Regions from separate parts of the Sus scrofa genome. Here region 2 is linked to region 1. A link is a contact called in public Hi-C data. All regions are on one chromosome and are shown on one strand. Each heading gives the region's core, a stretch centred on a gene start, on an enhancer-like site or on the middle of the called end of the contact. The rest is flanking DNA. Distances are from core to core; before and after follow the strand shown. Region 1 holds the start of BOLA2B (bolA-like protein 2). Region 2 holds the start of NUPR1 (nuclear protein 1).

Region 1 (6,718 bases), core at 738-3,237:
CCCCCCGGCTCCGCCCCCACCCCTTCCTCCAAAGTCAGCCCCACCTTCTCCGGCCATGAAGTCTTCCAGGAAGCTGTCCCACGTGCCAGGGTTAGGGTGCACTTTGGCCATACGGTAGAAGTGGTAATAGGAGACGGCCACGTCCTTTGCGTTGCGGGCGACGTAGACCACCTGGAGGGGCAGAGGACCCCCGCCCCCGGCACTGTAACCACGCGGCGTGCCAGGCGTCCCACCCTTCACAGCATCCCTCCAAGGGAGAAGGGGGCCTAAGGCAGTCTTACTGTCGACCTGCAGTGTGGGCGCCACTGAGCTGGGACTGGAACCCTGCTCTGATGCTGCAGTCTGGAACCGTGGTTTTTTTTTTTTTTTTTTTTTTTTTTTTTTGTCTTTTGTGTTGTTCCTATTTCTTGGGCCGCTCCCGCGGCATATGGAGGTTCCCAGGCTAGGGGTCGAATCGGAGCTGTAGCCACCGGCCTATGCCAGAGCCACAGCAACGCCGGATCCGAGCCGCGTCTGCAACCTACACCACATGGCTCACGGCAACGCCGGATCATTAACCCACTGAGCAAGGGCAGGGACCAAACCCGCAACCTCATGGTTCCTAGTCGGATTCGTTAACCACTGCGCCACGACGGGAACTCCTGGAACCGTGTTTTATACTAATCTAATCCCCTCAGTGCTGCTCTGCCCAGGTTTGGAACAAGGCTGGCGGGATTCTCCCAGCCCCTCCTCCACAGGCCCCTGAGCACCCAGACTCTGCGCACAGGAGTCTCAACTTCGTGGGTCATCTGACCACCCCCACCCCAACCAAAGCATCAGGCCGGTGCCCCCAGTTAACATGAGACCAGGCTGGAGGAAGTGAGGAGATCTTTCCAGAAGGCAGGGCCACAGCTGGGATGACCCCAGCAGCCTCCTTCCTCTGCCATTCACCTTGACCTTCTGGTCCAGCAGAGTCTGGGGTAGCAGGGTCAGGGGCAAGTGTGTCTTGAGGAGCCGTGGGGCTGGTGTATCTTTCAGCAGCTCAAAACCTAGGCCACAGGTAGGAAGAAGTCTGCTGAGCTGGAGCCCCACCCTGTCCTGCCTCCCTCCACTGTGCTTGCCCCCAGCTACATACCTGTGGGACACCTGGGGATTTTGAACTCAAGGAAGGGCACCCGCACAAAGATGGGGGCTCTCTGACACTTCTGCAGGTCACCACCCTGGTAGATTAGGTCCAGGATCTCGCTCACCCAGGTGGTACCTGGAGAGGGAGGGAAATGGGAGGTGAGCAGGACTGAGGTGGGGTTTGCAGTCCAGGAGAAGGGGGGGGTGCCCTCATCACCTACCAGATTTGGGATAGGTGCTGATCAGCACGTCATCGGGCCAAGCTTGGAAACTCTCCAGTGGCCCCAGTGCCTCTGCAAAGTACTTGATGAGAGGGACCCCCTTCACGTACTCCAGTGGCGGGCGGTAGGTGTCCTGGACCGGCTCCATGCTGCGAGCTCGCTCTCCTCCCCTGTACAACATCCCAACAGTGCCTTTTACTGAATGCTCGCTTCAGGGTGAGGAAAGTGAGCCCGAGGGAGCCCAACCAAGCCTTGCGCGCACTCACGGAGCTAGGGAGTGGTATGGTGGGATTCAAAGCCAGGTTCAGTGCTCAGGCAGTGGCTCAAGACTGGCTGCATTTTTATTTACCTGCAGGGCTTTTAAAATCCCAAATCAACTAAATCATTCTGTGGGGATAGGCCCACATACCAGTTTTGTGGCAGCTCTCCGGGGGTGCTCCAGTGTGCACTTGAAAAAAATCACTACTCCAGGGCCTGCCTGTCTCAGCCCCCAGCTTTCTCTGACCAAGCTTTTTCTGACCTGCTTTGGCTCCAGGCCTCCTTGCTGTCCCCTCCTTGAACTCCCTGGGCCCCTGGGAATTTTGGGTAGAAAATTCCCAAAGGCCAGCTGGGGCTTTGACCCTGCTTGCCCAGCCTCCCACCCCAGCTTGGAGAGAAACAGCCAGTTGAGTAACAGCTTGTTTAGGGGGCCACAGTCAATGAGCCAAACTGGTGACTCAGCGGAGGAAGAGGGGAGGGGGATTCAGGCCGGGCTGGAGTCATCAGATGGAGCAGGCAATCCACCATCCACAGGGAAAGAGCCGGAGCAGACAGGATGGAAGCCAGAGGGGAGCCCACAGCGCCAGGTGAGGGAGACCCAGCCCAGCCCACCCCCGAGCTAGCTCTCACCTGCCCTCTCTGGATCCTGGCCTTGTGACACCTCTGTGTCCTGTGGCTTAGAGTGGGGTATGGTGTGGTCACTGCACAACTGATCTCTGAGCCGAAGCTTTTATGGGTCCAAAGTGGGAGGGCTCTGGAGCCACAATGGGATGTGGCTGTCATCCAGGAAGGAAAGGGTGGAGTTTGGGGGGGGCGGGGCCCCTCTGCTACTCTCCTCAGCCCCAGCAGGAACCAAGTTTAGCCGGGCCTGAAAACCCAAGATGTGTGTTTACTATGTAGAAAATAGAAGACCAAAACAAGACAGCGGGCACAGTAGTTTTGTGTTTTGGTGTTTTGACCAGCCCTCTAAACTCCAGGCCCGCAAGGGGAGTGTCAAGACAGCTTGCTTTTTTTTTTTTCTTTTTGCTTTTTAGGGCCGCATCCACCCTATGGAGGTTCCCAGGCTAGGGGTCCAATCAGAGCTGTAGCTGCCAGCCTACGTCACAGCCCCAGTCTCAGCAACATGGGATCCAAACTGCATCTGTGACCTACACTACAGCTCACAGCAATGCTGGATCCTTAACCCACTTAGTGAGGCCAGGGATGGAACCCGCAACCTCATGGTTCCTAATCGGTTTTGTTTCTGCTGCGCCAAGACAGGAACTCCAAAAGACACCTTTTTCTAACGGACCCCGTCTAGAAAGGGCAGAGGATTGGAGGGGAAAGGTAAGATGCTCAGCCTCTTGTTGGCTCCAGGCCAGCCTTGAAGATGCCAAGGGTTCAGGCCAAAGGCAGCCCAAGAATATCTGGCTCTGACCACAGGCCGGTCCAAAGGGATGTGCATAGGCAGGGTGATGGGCCGGGGGCAGAGCCCAGCAGGGGAGGCTCTTTTTGAGGCAGCATAGGATAGAAAAGAGCCAGAAGGGAGTTCCTGTCGTGGCTCAGTGGTTAATGAACCCGACAAGGAACCATGAGGTTTCGGGTTTGATCCCTGGCCACGCTCAGTGGGTTAAGGATCTGGTGTTGCCGTGAGCTTTGGTGTAGTTCGCAGACGCAGTGTGGATCCCGAGATGCTGTGGCTGTGGTGTAGGCCAGCAGCTGTAGCTCCAATTCGACCCCTAGCCTGGGAACTTCCATATGCTGCAGGTGCACCCTTAAAAAAAAAAAAAAAAAAAAGAGCCAGAAGGCCGAAGTTGAATAACCCTAGGAGTTTCAAGGAGCTGGATCCCGCATTGCTGTGGCTCTGGCATAGGCTGGTGGCTGTGGCTCCAATTAGACCCCTAGCCTGGGAACCTCCATATGCTGCAGGTGCGGCCCTAAAAAAGACTAAAAAAAAAAAAGAAAAGGAACTGGGCTTAGAGAGCCACAGGACACTCCCCCCCTAAGAAAGGAGAGTGCTCCCTCAACTCCTCCTCAACTTTGCTATTTTGATTTATTTATTTAGGCCATGCCTGCGGCATGCAGAAGTTCTCAGGCCAGGGATCGAACCCACGCCATAGCAGGGACCTGAGCCATAGCAGTGACAACACTGGATCTTTAAAGCCACTGAGAATTCCACTGTCTCAATATTTGGATTAAAGTCAAGAGTCAAGCTGGGCACTGGGGCAGGGTGGGTTCTGTGTCAAGGGTGTGAGTCTCCCAAGCCCTCAAAGAACTGTGTGGCCTCAGAGGCAGGCTGGGGAGAGCTGGGAGGCTAGTCCATGCTGGGGCCAATCCCACCCCCCCCCAATTCTCCTCAGGCCCTAGTGACTAACAGGGCCTCTGCCTCCTACCCCACCTGCCCCCCAGGAAGCACAAGAAGGTACTCTTAACTCAGACTTTTTATTGTACTCTAGTAAAAACTTCCCAGAGCCACGGTGGGGGGGGAAATGGGTAAAGGGTGGGCGGAAGTTGGGGACGCTGAGGATCAGGTCTCCAGCATGTCAGTCCAGTGTTCCTGGGGAGACAAGAGGGTTGGTCAAAGACAGACTAGGAGACGGGGTGTGGGGTAGGGAGGCTGGGGCCCAAGCCACCTCTCACCTCTTCTAATTCCAAGTCCTCTTCCTCCTCGGTGCCCATCTGGCTCAGCCAGACCAGGTCTCCCCACAGCACTGAGTTCTTACAGCTACCAAGAGGTGTGGTTGGTATGAGACAGTCAGGATCACAAGCCTCCTCCAGGCCAGGACCTGGGTGCCAAGATGAGGACTCGGCTGCCCCAGGCCTGGACTTGGACCACTGGGCACCGTCTTCCCAGAGCTACACCAGGCTGGCGGAGGGGTGCTGGACTCACCCAGGGCATTGGCCCTCCAGCGGCAGAAGCTGCCCTGGCTCCTCCTGCAGGAACTCTTCTGCCAGGCAGATCACATGCGCCCTGAGGGAGCAGCCAGGGTGGGGGCAACACAGGGGACCCTCTTCATCCTGTCAGAGGTGGCAAGCAGGTAAGAGAGAAAACAGGGAGTAGGTATGTAGCCAACGGTCACTCAGAGTTTCTAGACACTTCCATAAAACAATCCTAGGAGGCCAATGATACTATTATTTGTATTTTATAGATAAGGAGACAGGCACGGAGAGGTTAAAATACTTGCCCACGAGGACTGAGCTGGCCAATTTTTTCTGGGTGTTAGCAGTGATTATGGCCAGGGCAGCCAGAACTAGAACTGTTAGGTCTCAAAAACAAGAGAGGAAAGGAGTTCCCATCCTGGCTCAGTGGAAACCAATCTGACTAGCACCCATGAGGATGCAGGTTGATCCTTGGCCTCCCTCAGTGGGTTAAGGATCCGCGTTGCCGTGAGCTGTGGTGTAGGTCTCAAACGTGGCTCAGATCCTTTGTCGCTGTGGCTCTGGCGTAGGCCTGCGGCTACAGCTCCAATTGGACCCCTAGCCTGGGAATCTCCATATGCCACGGGTGCAGCCCTAAAGAGACCAAAAAAAAAAAAAAAAAAAAAAAAAGAAGAAGAATAAAAGGATGACAGGAAAGTACACACGAAAGAGTGGCAGTTTTAGATGGAGAGCAAGCAAGACCTCACAAAAGAGAGGTGGCACTTTATCAGCACAGAAGGTCTAGGGAAGAACCTTCCAGTCAAAGGGGAAGGGCAAAGCCCTGAGCGGGAGCAGACTGGCGTGGGAATGGCGACAAGCACAATGAACCCCATTTTTAGAGATGGGGGCAGAGTGGACAAAGTGTGTCAGTGGGCTGCTCAGGCCCTCAACAAACAGCTTGATCCTAAGCCCTGTGAACCCTACACCTCCTGACCAGGGGACCAGATGGAGCGGCTCACCTGGAGTGCGCAAGCGCACACGGTGCACAGAGCCTCCGCGGCGTGCTGCGGCTGGGACTCGGACTCCATGCTGGCCAAGGGAACTGCGCCGCACTTCCGGGCCAGGGCCCGGGGCGGCGGAGGCCCGAAGGCCAGGGGCACGTGCGGTGGCGGTGGCGGGCAGAGATCCTGGCGGAAGTCGGTGCGCAGCCAGCGCAGGGTGAGCGGGAGGCGCGCCCACGGGGGCACGCGCAGCATGTGTGCCAGCACGCGCAGGTGGAAGGCGAAGGCTGCCTCGCCGCGCAGGCGCGGACCCAAATGGGCCAAGCGGCGCGAGGCCTTCGGGTGCTGCCAGGCCCATTCGAACTGCAGGTGGGGGGTATGGAGCTTCAGGGCCGCCCAGGGAAGGCCTCAAGCCCTAGGCACCGCCCCTCAACCGCGTCCTCCCACCTTCCCATCTCCTTTCTTACCCGAAGGGCGGCCACCGCGGAGGGGAAGCCGTGTACTATGAGCACCATCTCCCTGGGGATGAGAAAGTGGGCGCAGCCTGTGAGATCCCTTCCCCATCTGGTGTCAAACTGAAAGCCCTAGTCATAATGCGCCTCCAGTCCCACGCAAAAGTGGATCACACCTGACCTCAAGCTTAGCCCACGAGGCCCTACCCCGTCTCCTCGCACCTGCTAACCTTAGGTTAACCCCCAGGCACAGGTACTTAATTGCCCTTCTCAGTTCCTCTCCCTTCCAGGCTTCCTCTGTTCCAACCCAGCCTTGTTCACCAAGCTCCCTGTCGCTGGACCAAACCTAGATCATCATTCCCCTGCCCACCCAACCCCCTCCTCTGAGACCCACAGCCAAGTTTCACAGTGCTCCTGCGCTCCATCCCCGCGATAGGCCCTCTCTAGTCCCTAGGACCCCGCACCCAGCCCCTTGGGTCAGCCTCCATGCTGGCCCCGCCCACCGTCACTGGCCTGGCCCCGCCCCTCTCGGCCGGCCTCTCCCCCGCCGGGCCACGCCTTCTCCACGAAGCCCTCCTCCTGACTTTGGCCAGCTCCCTCTTACCAAGGCCCGCGGCCACTGGTCCGCCAGGCCCCGCCTTTTTTACGGCCCGCGTTGTGCTGCTGCTCCCGACGAGCAGGGTTGACTGTGAACCCCACGTAGACGCGACCTCGGTGTCGAGGGTTCAGGCAGTAGAGCAGGTAGACGCCGAAGAAGCGCCCGGCCCTCGCCGCGACCCCCGCGGGGCCCATTGGAACTTGCTCTGGCCTGTGACCCTGGAGAGAGCAGGCTTGCCAGGGCTGC
Region 2 (7,346 bases), core at 3,609-6,108, 51 kb before region 1:
GCGGGATCCAAGCCACGTCTGCAACCTACACCACAGCTCACGGCAATGCCAGATTGTTAACCCACTGAGCAAGGGCAGGGACTGAACCCGCAACCTCATGGTTCCTAGTCGGATTCGTTAACCACTGCGCCATGACGGGAACTCCTGTTTTTGTAATTTTTAAAATGCTGAGTAAATAATGTAGCTCGAAGGCACATAGGGCAGAAATCACAAAAGTGCCGTGTGAAGGGTAAAGCTGGGAAGACCCCGAGGCAGGTAATGGATCCTGGTATGTGTGACTGTTATTAGCATCACCTTTAAGGAGTGCTGGTTGAAAACCACCTTTGCGTGATTCTGAAATTTAAAAGTGTGCAACTGAGAGCTGTCCTTTGCGAAAGGAGTGGGTGAACGAGGACCAGCTAAAATTGAGCCCCGTACCGACTCTCTCGATTCTCTGCAAGAGCTGGTCATCTTTTGAATCATGGCAACCTGGTGGGAAATTTCCGAAAGCCCCTGGGGGGATAGAGAAGTCAGTCAGCTCTCCAGTTCTTAAAAGGAACCCAAGAAATTGGGAAAATAGGAATTCCCGTTGTGGCTCAGCATTAACGAACCTGACTAGGATCCATGGGGATGCAGGTTCGATCCCTGGCCTCGATCAGTGGGTTAAAGATCCGGCGTTGCTGTGAGTGGTGGTGTAGGTTGCAGATGCAGCTTGGATCTGATGTGGCTGTGGTGTAGGCCAGTGGCTACAGCTCCGATTCAACCCCTAGCCTGGGAACCTCCACATGCTGTGGGGGCGCCCTAAAAAGACAAAAAAAAAAAAAAAAAAAAGAAATGGGAGAAATAGATATTACATACAACCAGGAGATGACAAAGAAAGAGTGTAGGAAAAGAGGGGGCAGAACAGAAAAGGGAGTTCTGGAAGGTTCTCCCGCCGACTTAATTCCTCGTTCTCATATGAGTTTCAAGCCAGTCTCTGGCCCCTCTCCTCCAGGGCTTGATTTCTCCTTCTTCAAAGGAGGAAGAGGGGGCTCTAACCCCCTGAATCCTTTCAGATCTGAACACGCTGTCTGGTTCCTGGAACTGCCACTTAAAGGCTTCCGAGGCAGAGGCTGTGTCAGGAGACGGCAAGGCCAGGAAGGTCAGTTGGCGGCCAGGAGGGAGGGGAAGTGTGGGGCCTCCTGGCAAGTGTCAAAGGACCCATTACCCAGGGAGGGGCCCCGACCAGCTAGGAACGAAACACTTCCCACCCTGTTTTCTCCTTCGAAGTTGACAGAGGAGAGGCTGGTCTGAGCCATGGACAGGTGGGGAAACTGAGGCTCAGATGGAGTAATTGACTAGAAGTTAACTAGCGTCTAGGATGCCTCATTATTGGCTGCAGTGTTCTCAGGCCAGTAGTCAAAAAGGGGAAAATTCTGGCTTTGAAAACCAGACAAACCCGATTATTTATTTATTTATTTATTTTTGTCTTTTTAGGGCCACACCCCCATGGTATATGGAAGTTCCCAGGCTAGGGGTCGAATCAGAGCAACAGCTGCTGGCCTACACCACAGCCACAGCAACACGGGATCTGAGACTGGTCTGCCACCTATACCATAGCTCACAGCAACATGGAGCCTTAACCCCCTGTGCAAAGCCTGGGATCGAACCCACGTCTTCATGGATGCTATCGGGGTTCGTTAACCGCTGAGCCATGACGGAAACTCCTGTTGCTGTGATTTTCTGAAGCTGATGCACCAGATCCGCCCTGGGCAGAGAGCTAGTGCTGAGTATCACTCCTGCCATTTGCCTCCTGAGTCCAAGAGCTGACACTGGCCCTAAGGGCTGGTTCCAATCATATCAGGGTGCCATCTGTCCCTCCTTACCATGCATGCCTTCAACCAGATAATACAGCAGGCATCTAATACACATGAACTGAATGAATAAATAATCTTTTGTGGAAAGGAGGGTTTGACGGGAAATCTGAAGGAGCTGTTTGCCAAAATGACTGTGACATCTGCAATGCCGAATCTGTAACCCACTTAGCGAGGCCAGGGATGGAACCCGCATCCTCACCGACACTGTGTCGGGTTCTTAACCCGCTGAACCACACCAGGAACTCTTCATCACACCTCTTATTTGCCCCAAGTTCTTCTCAAAGTCTGGCTCCTAGACTGATAACTCTAGGGAAGAATCTTCCTCCGCAGCTGACCTCCCAGAATTTTGTCCCTGCAGCCCCCTTGTCAAAGGGACACACCTCATACATGAGGACAATAAGAATCCTTGAATTTGAGCCCCTGGGCAATCCCTTAATGTTTTAAATCTCCATTCTCTCCATTTTGCAGGTGGCACCCATGAGTAATATTTACTTCAAAAATGGTTTTATGTGATGACAACAGAAACAATAAGATTGTTATTCCAAAAATGGAGATGGAGTTCCCGTCGTGGCTCAGTGGTTAAAGAATCTGACTAGGAACCATGAGGTTGTAGGTTCGATCCCTGGCCTTGCTCAGTGGGTTAAGGATCCGGCGTTGCCGTGAGCTGTGGTGTAGGTTGCAGACGTGGCTCGGATCCCGCGTTGCTGTGGCTGTGGTGTAGGCCGGCAGCTACAGCTCCGATTAGACCCCTAACCTGGGAACCTCCATATGCCGCGAGTGGGGCCCTAGAAAAGGCAAAAGGACCAAAAAAAAAAAAAAAGAAAAAAAAGGAGAGGAGGAGTTCCCATTGTGGTGTAACGGAAACAAATCTGACTAGTAACCATGAGGTCTCTGGTTCAATCCCTGGCCTTGCTCAGTGGGTTAAACATCTGGCATTGCCATGAGCTGTGGTGTAGGTCGCAGACACGGCTGGCATCCCGTGTTGCTGTGGCTGTGATGTAGGCAGGCAGCTGCAGCTCTGATTAGACCCCTAGCCTGGGAACCTCCGTATGCCACGGGTGCAGCCCTCAAAAAAAAAAAAAAAAAAAAAAAAAAAGCAAAAACAGAGAGGAGCTGGGGAGAGGGCTTATTTCACAGGCAGCATTACAAAGAACAGAGGAAATTCCCTCACACTGCATAAGAAACCACAGAAACACATGCACCCAAACATGCAGACAAAAAAAGAAAAGAAAAAAAAAAGCTCACCTTAAATTAGAAACAGCCCTTCCCAGACGCATAACCAAATACAAACACTAACCAAAATTGCTCTCTCTGGTTCATGCAAATGCAGATACACATGTACCCAAAAAAAACCCCACGAAAATAAAGAGGACAAAACACACACACACAGGCTGCAGCTGCTGTACTTTGTTTATTGTCACTGTCACCCTTGGGAAGCTCCAGCCTCTTTAGCATCTTTCTTTTTTTTTTGTTTGGGGTGACCCTGCTTTTCTCTACCCCCTGCCTCTTGCTCCCCAACCTGCCCTTTTTCTCAGGCTGGGGCGGCTTCCCTGGCAGCCCCTCGAGCCTCAGTCACGTGGGGTAAGTCCTGGGGGTGGAGGGGCAGGGCGGCCAGCAGGCCTGGATCCCGCCCCCAGGCACTGATTCCTCCGCAGTCCTGTCTCCATTGCTGTGGGGTGTCTGTGCTCTGGCCTCACCTGGCAGAAGGAAAGCAGATGGTGAAAGCACAAAGGCCCGGGTTCTAATTCTGGCTCTCCTGCTCACTCACCCGTGACTCCAGAGAAAGATCTTACACTCTCTGGGCCTCGGTTTCCCTCTCTCTAAACCAAATTTTGCTCCAGTTGGAAAGGATCTGTTTCCCTCTTTGCTCTGGCCACTAGGGAACTCAGAGTCCAACATATGTCTCATTTTATTCTATGTTGGGACAGCAATTGTTTGATCCCTCCTCCCTGCCCACCCACGCACGTTCAGGCCTGTCCTTTCCTAGCAGAGGGACCTCTACTGGTACTCAGGGAGCCCCTGATTCCTTACCTCGAGTTCTGTTTCAGGTCCGTGCTGCTCGCTTTTTCCGCTCCGTGTTCTGGATCTTGGTCACCAGCTTCCTCTCGTGGCCACCAGGGCTGGGGCGGTTGGTGTTGGCAGCAGCCTCTCTCTTGGTGCGACCTTTCCGGGCTCTCCCTCCTGGGAATCAAGACAGGGGTCCGCGGTGAGGTGGGCAGAGGCGTGATGCCTCAAGGGACGGGCTGGGGGTCCAGCGGGCGGGGGTGGAAGAGCTCGGGTTAAAGTCAGGAGGCTGGGGGGTCATGACCACGTAGCTTTAGGGATGTCCTTGTCCCTGTTTCCCCATCTGTGGAAATAGGGTACCGCCCCCCAATCTGTCATTGCTCCAAACACTCTAGCAGAGTATGAGGTCCCAGGGCCAAGTAGGACGGGGATGCTCAGTGGATGCGGGGTTAGAAGGGGGCAACTTGAAAGATCAAGGGAACAGGCCGGAGAAGGGTGATGGGTGGGCAGGAGCCCAAGGAAGGATTCTAGTGTGGGGAGATGGGGTGTCGGACTGTGTTGGAAATAGAAGGACTGGGAAGGTGGCAGGGCCGGGACTTACCCAGGTAAGAATGAGCCAGGCTATAGAGGTCGTACTCATCCAGGTTGGGGTCTTCATCTTCTGGGCATAGGAGCTGCCTGGGGGGGCTGGCTGCTCGCGGGAAGGTGGTCATAATGTCTCTGTCTCTGTCTCTCTCTTCCTCGCCCATCTTCTAAGGCTGTGTTTGCATCTGCTTTCCTGACACCTCCTAGTTCACGGCCCCGATTTATAAGGCCACGTCTCCTCCTCAGCCCCTAGTCTGGCTCCAGCCCCTCAGGCTCTGTCTGATGCAATCTGGCCTTTTCCCAGAACCCAGCCAAGTAAACACCAGTCACGAGAGGGGAAAGGAGTCATCCCCTCCCCCGTGAGCCCCAGCCCCCCTGCCTCCTCCCTCTCACCGGGGCTCGCCCAGCTGGGTATTTTTCCACAGAGAAGAGCCTCAGGGCTGGGGGCTGGGGAGGAGGGAGGAGGCGGAGTCTGGCATAAACAGCCCTTGGGATCTAAACCAGCAGGGAACTCAGCGCCTCACCTGGTTGACTCCTCCCTGGCCATCGCCTGCCCTCTGCCACATGCCCTTCCTGGGCTGGGGGGTCACGGCCACACAGCTGACCTCCACCCCCATCCGCTTCTGGCTCAGATTCAGGACTGGCGGCAGAACATGGAGTGAAGAATGACCTGGGAGAGGACACAACACACGCTGTGCTCTGTCATGCGTTCTGACCCTGATCTCAACCAACGCCCACTTTTTCTTGTATTTATGTAGTTTCTTTTATAATTTTTTTTTTAGGGCTGCACCCGTGGCATATGGAAGTTCCCAGACTAGAGGTCGAATCAGAGCTGCAGCTGGCAGCCTATGCCTCTGCCACAGCAACACCAGATCTGAGCCGCCTCTGTGACCTACACCACAGCTTACGGCAACGCCAGATCCTTAACCCACTGAGCGAGGCCAGGGATCGAACCCAGGTCCTCATGGATACTAGTTGGGCTTGTTACCACTGAACCACAATGGGAACTCCCCTTTTACTTTTAAATAAGAAACACCTTGGAAAGCCCCCTTAACATCCTGAACTGGGGGTCAGTAGATGATCTCCCCCTCCTGAGATGGGGGCTAGCAGAGTGGTTAAGAATGCAGATTCTGGAGCCAAATGACCTGGATTCAAATCCTTGATCCACTACTTCCTGTGCGACCCTGGACAAGTCACTTTACGTCTCTGGGCCTCAGTTTCCTCCTCTGTAAAAGGAGGATGATAGTTGTATCCAGGTTATAGAGTTGGGGTGACGTTCAAGATAATCCACAGCAAGGCACTTGGAACACTGCCTGCTACAGGGTTAGCTGCGTGGCATCTGTTGATCACACAGTTTCCAAACAGCTCAATATAATGCTCTCCTGGAGTTCCCGTTGTGGCTCATGGGTTATCGAACCCGACTAGCATCTGTGAGGATGTGGGTTCCATCCCTGGCCTCGCTCAGTGGGTTGAGGATCTGGCATTGCTGTGAGCTGTGGTGTAGGTCGCAGACATGGCTCGGATCCCGCATGGCTGTGGCTGTGGGGTAGGCTGGCAGATGTAGCTCCTATTGGACCCCCAACCTGGGAACCTCCATGTGCTGTGGGTACAGCCCTAAAACGCAAAAAAAAAAAAAAGTCAATTAAAAAATAACATAAAATCATCCATATTTCAAATCATGACTCTACTGAGGTAGAAGGCATTATGAAGTAAACAGATGTTCGTGCTCATTTACTGTGAATGAAAGGAAGGGGTTTAGATCAGTAACACCTGAAAGTGGAATTTTCCACTCTTGGCTGAAGGCTCTGACGGCGTGGGTCACATTGACCTAGAGAGTCCACACCCTGGCTTGTCCACTCCTGCTTTAGCTGAGGCTAGAGCACCAGCTCCCAGCTCTCCGGCATAGCCATCAGGAACAGAAAAGGAGGCAGCTTTTTACTTTTTTCTTTTCTTTTTTTTAAACTCTGTGGTTTCCAGCGCGAGAGGACTTTCTTCTCAGCCCAGGGCAGGTGTTAATCCTCTGCTCCTCCCTTGCCCCCCTCTCCCCTCTCCCTCTTGAGAGCCCAAGGAGACACCGCTCCATGTCAGCATTAGTTACCTAAACCCATTCTTCCCGCAAACCCTTTAATAACCCGGTCTTGTCCTCTGTTGTATCAGCAGGGGCACTTCTGCTTGCTTTGCTCCCGGGCCTGAGCCAGCATTAAATTTAGCTTTTGTTTTCCAGATGTGGGTGATCTGTGAGTCCTTTAACACCCAGGAAATGAAAGTGAAGACAAGAAGACACTTGAATAAAGACAGAGTGGGGACAATGATGACAGACCAGCGGATAGGAGAAAGAGGAGAAAACGGTAACTTAAAAAAATGATGACACCAAGGCAAATGAAGGTGGAGGAAATGAGAAAATACCGGGTTCTTGCAAAGTGATGGGCGTTATCCCTAAGTATAGGAGCAAAAGAATCCAATCATGACATGGTAAATAAGTTTTTTGGGGGGTTTGTTTTTGTTTTTGTTTTTTTGTCTTTTTGCCTTTTCTAGGGCTGCACCCTCAGCATATGGAGGTTCCCAGGCTAGGGGTCCAATCGGAGCTGTAGCCGCCAGCCTACACCACAACCACAGCAGCATGGGATCTGAGCTGCATCTGTGACCTACACCACAGCTCACGGCAACGCCGGATCCTTCACCCACTGAGCAAGGCCAGGGATCGAACCCGCAACCTCATGGTTCCTAGTCGGATTCGTTAACCACTGAGCCACGACGGGAACTCCTGTTTTTGCTTTTTAGCTTCCTGAACATTTAGCAGGACAGTCAGACACCTGCGGGATGTCGGGGCAATCCTGCAGAATGAGGGACTGTCCGGCTCCAACGGGCGCAGTCTCTGCGACTGCGAACACACCCACAAATTCCCAAGCTACCTCTAGGGGG

The links. Hi-C and Micro-C count contacts between places; a contact is called where the count stands out from the background.
Region 2: a Hi-C map of skeletal muscle shows a contact between it and region 1, with 2.8 times the contacts expected there. The contact joins the promoter of NUPR1 here to the promoter of BOLA2B in region 1. A contact is called at or near these places in 1 of 5 promoter capture datasets (liver) and 11 of 47 Hi-C or Micro-C datasets (alveolar macrophages, embryonic fibroblasts, heart right ventricle and 4 more).

The regions. Positions count from the first base shown.
Region 1 is chr3:18,346,777-18,353,494 of Sscrofa11.1, reverse strand. BOLA2B (bolA-like protein 2) reads left to right here and starts at 1,987. Exons shown (of 6, transcript XM_021088036.1): 1 at 1,987-2,170; 2 at 2,840-2,909. The coding sequence starts at 2,091. It overlaps SULT1A3 (sulfotransferase family 1A member 3), which reads right to left and starts at 2,290. Exons shown (of 9, transcript NM_213765.1): 1 at 2,214-2,290; 2 at 1,326-1,495; 3 at 1,115-1,240; 4 at 931-1,028; 5 at 45-171. The coding sequence starts at 1,473. It overlaps SLX1A (structure-specific endonuclease subunit SLX1), which reads right to left. Exons shown (of 6, transcript XM_021088035.1): 1 at 6,479-6,718; 2 at 5,890-5,941; 3 at 5,441-5,785; 4 at 4,453-4,580; 5 at 4,203-4,287; 6 at 3,986-4,119. The coding sequence starts at 6,666. The coding sequence ends at 4,090.
Region 2 is chr3:18,400,293-18,407,638 of Sscrofa11.1, reverse strand. NUPR1 (nuclear protein 1) reads right to left here and starts at 4,858. Exons shown (of 3, transcript XM_021088038.1): 1 at 4,441-4,858; 2 at 3,867-4,016; 3 at 3,228-3,532. The coding sequence starts at 4,588. The coding sequence ends at 3,880. LOC110260087 (a long non-coding RNA gene) reads left to right here. Exons shown (of 3, transcript XR_002342911.1): 2 at 1,035-1,120; 3 at 6,649-7,346.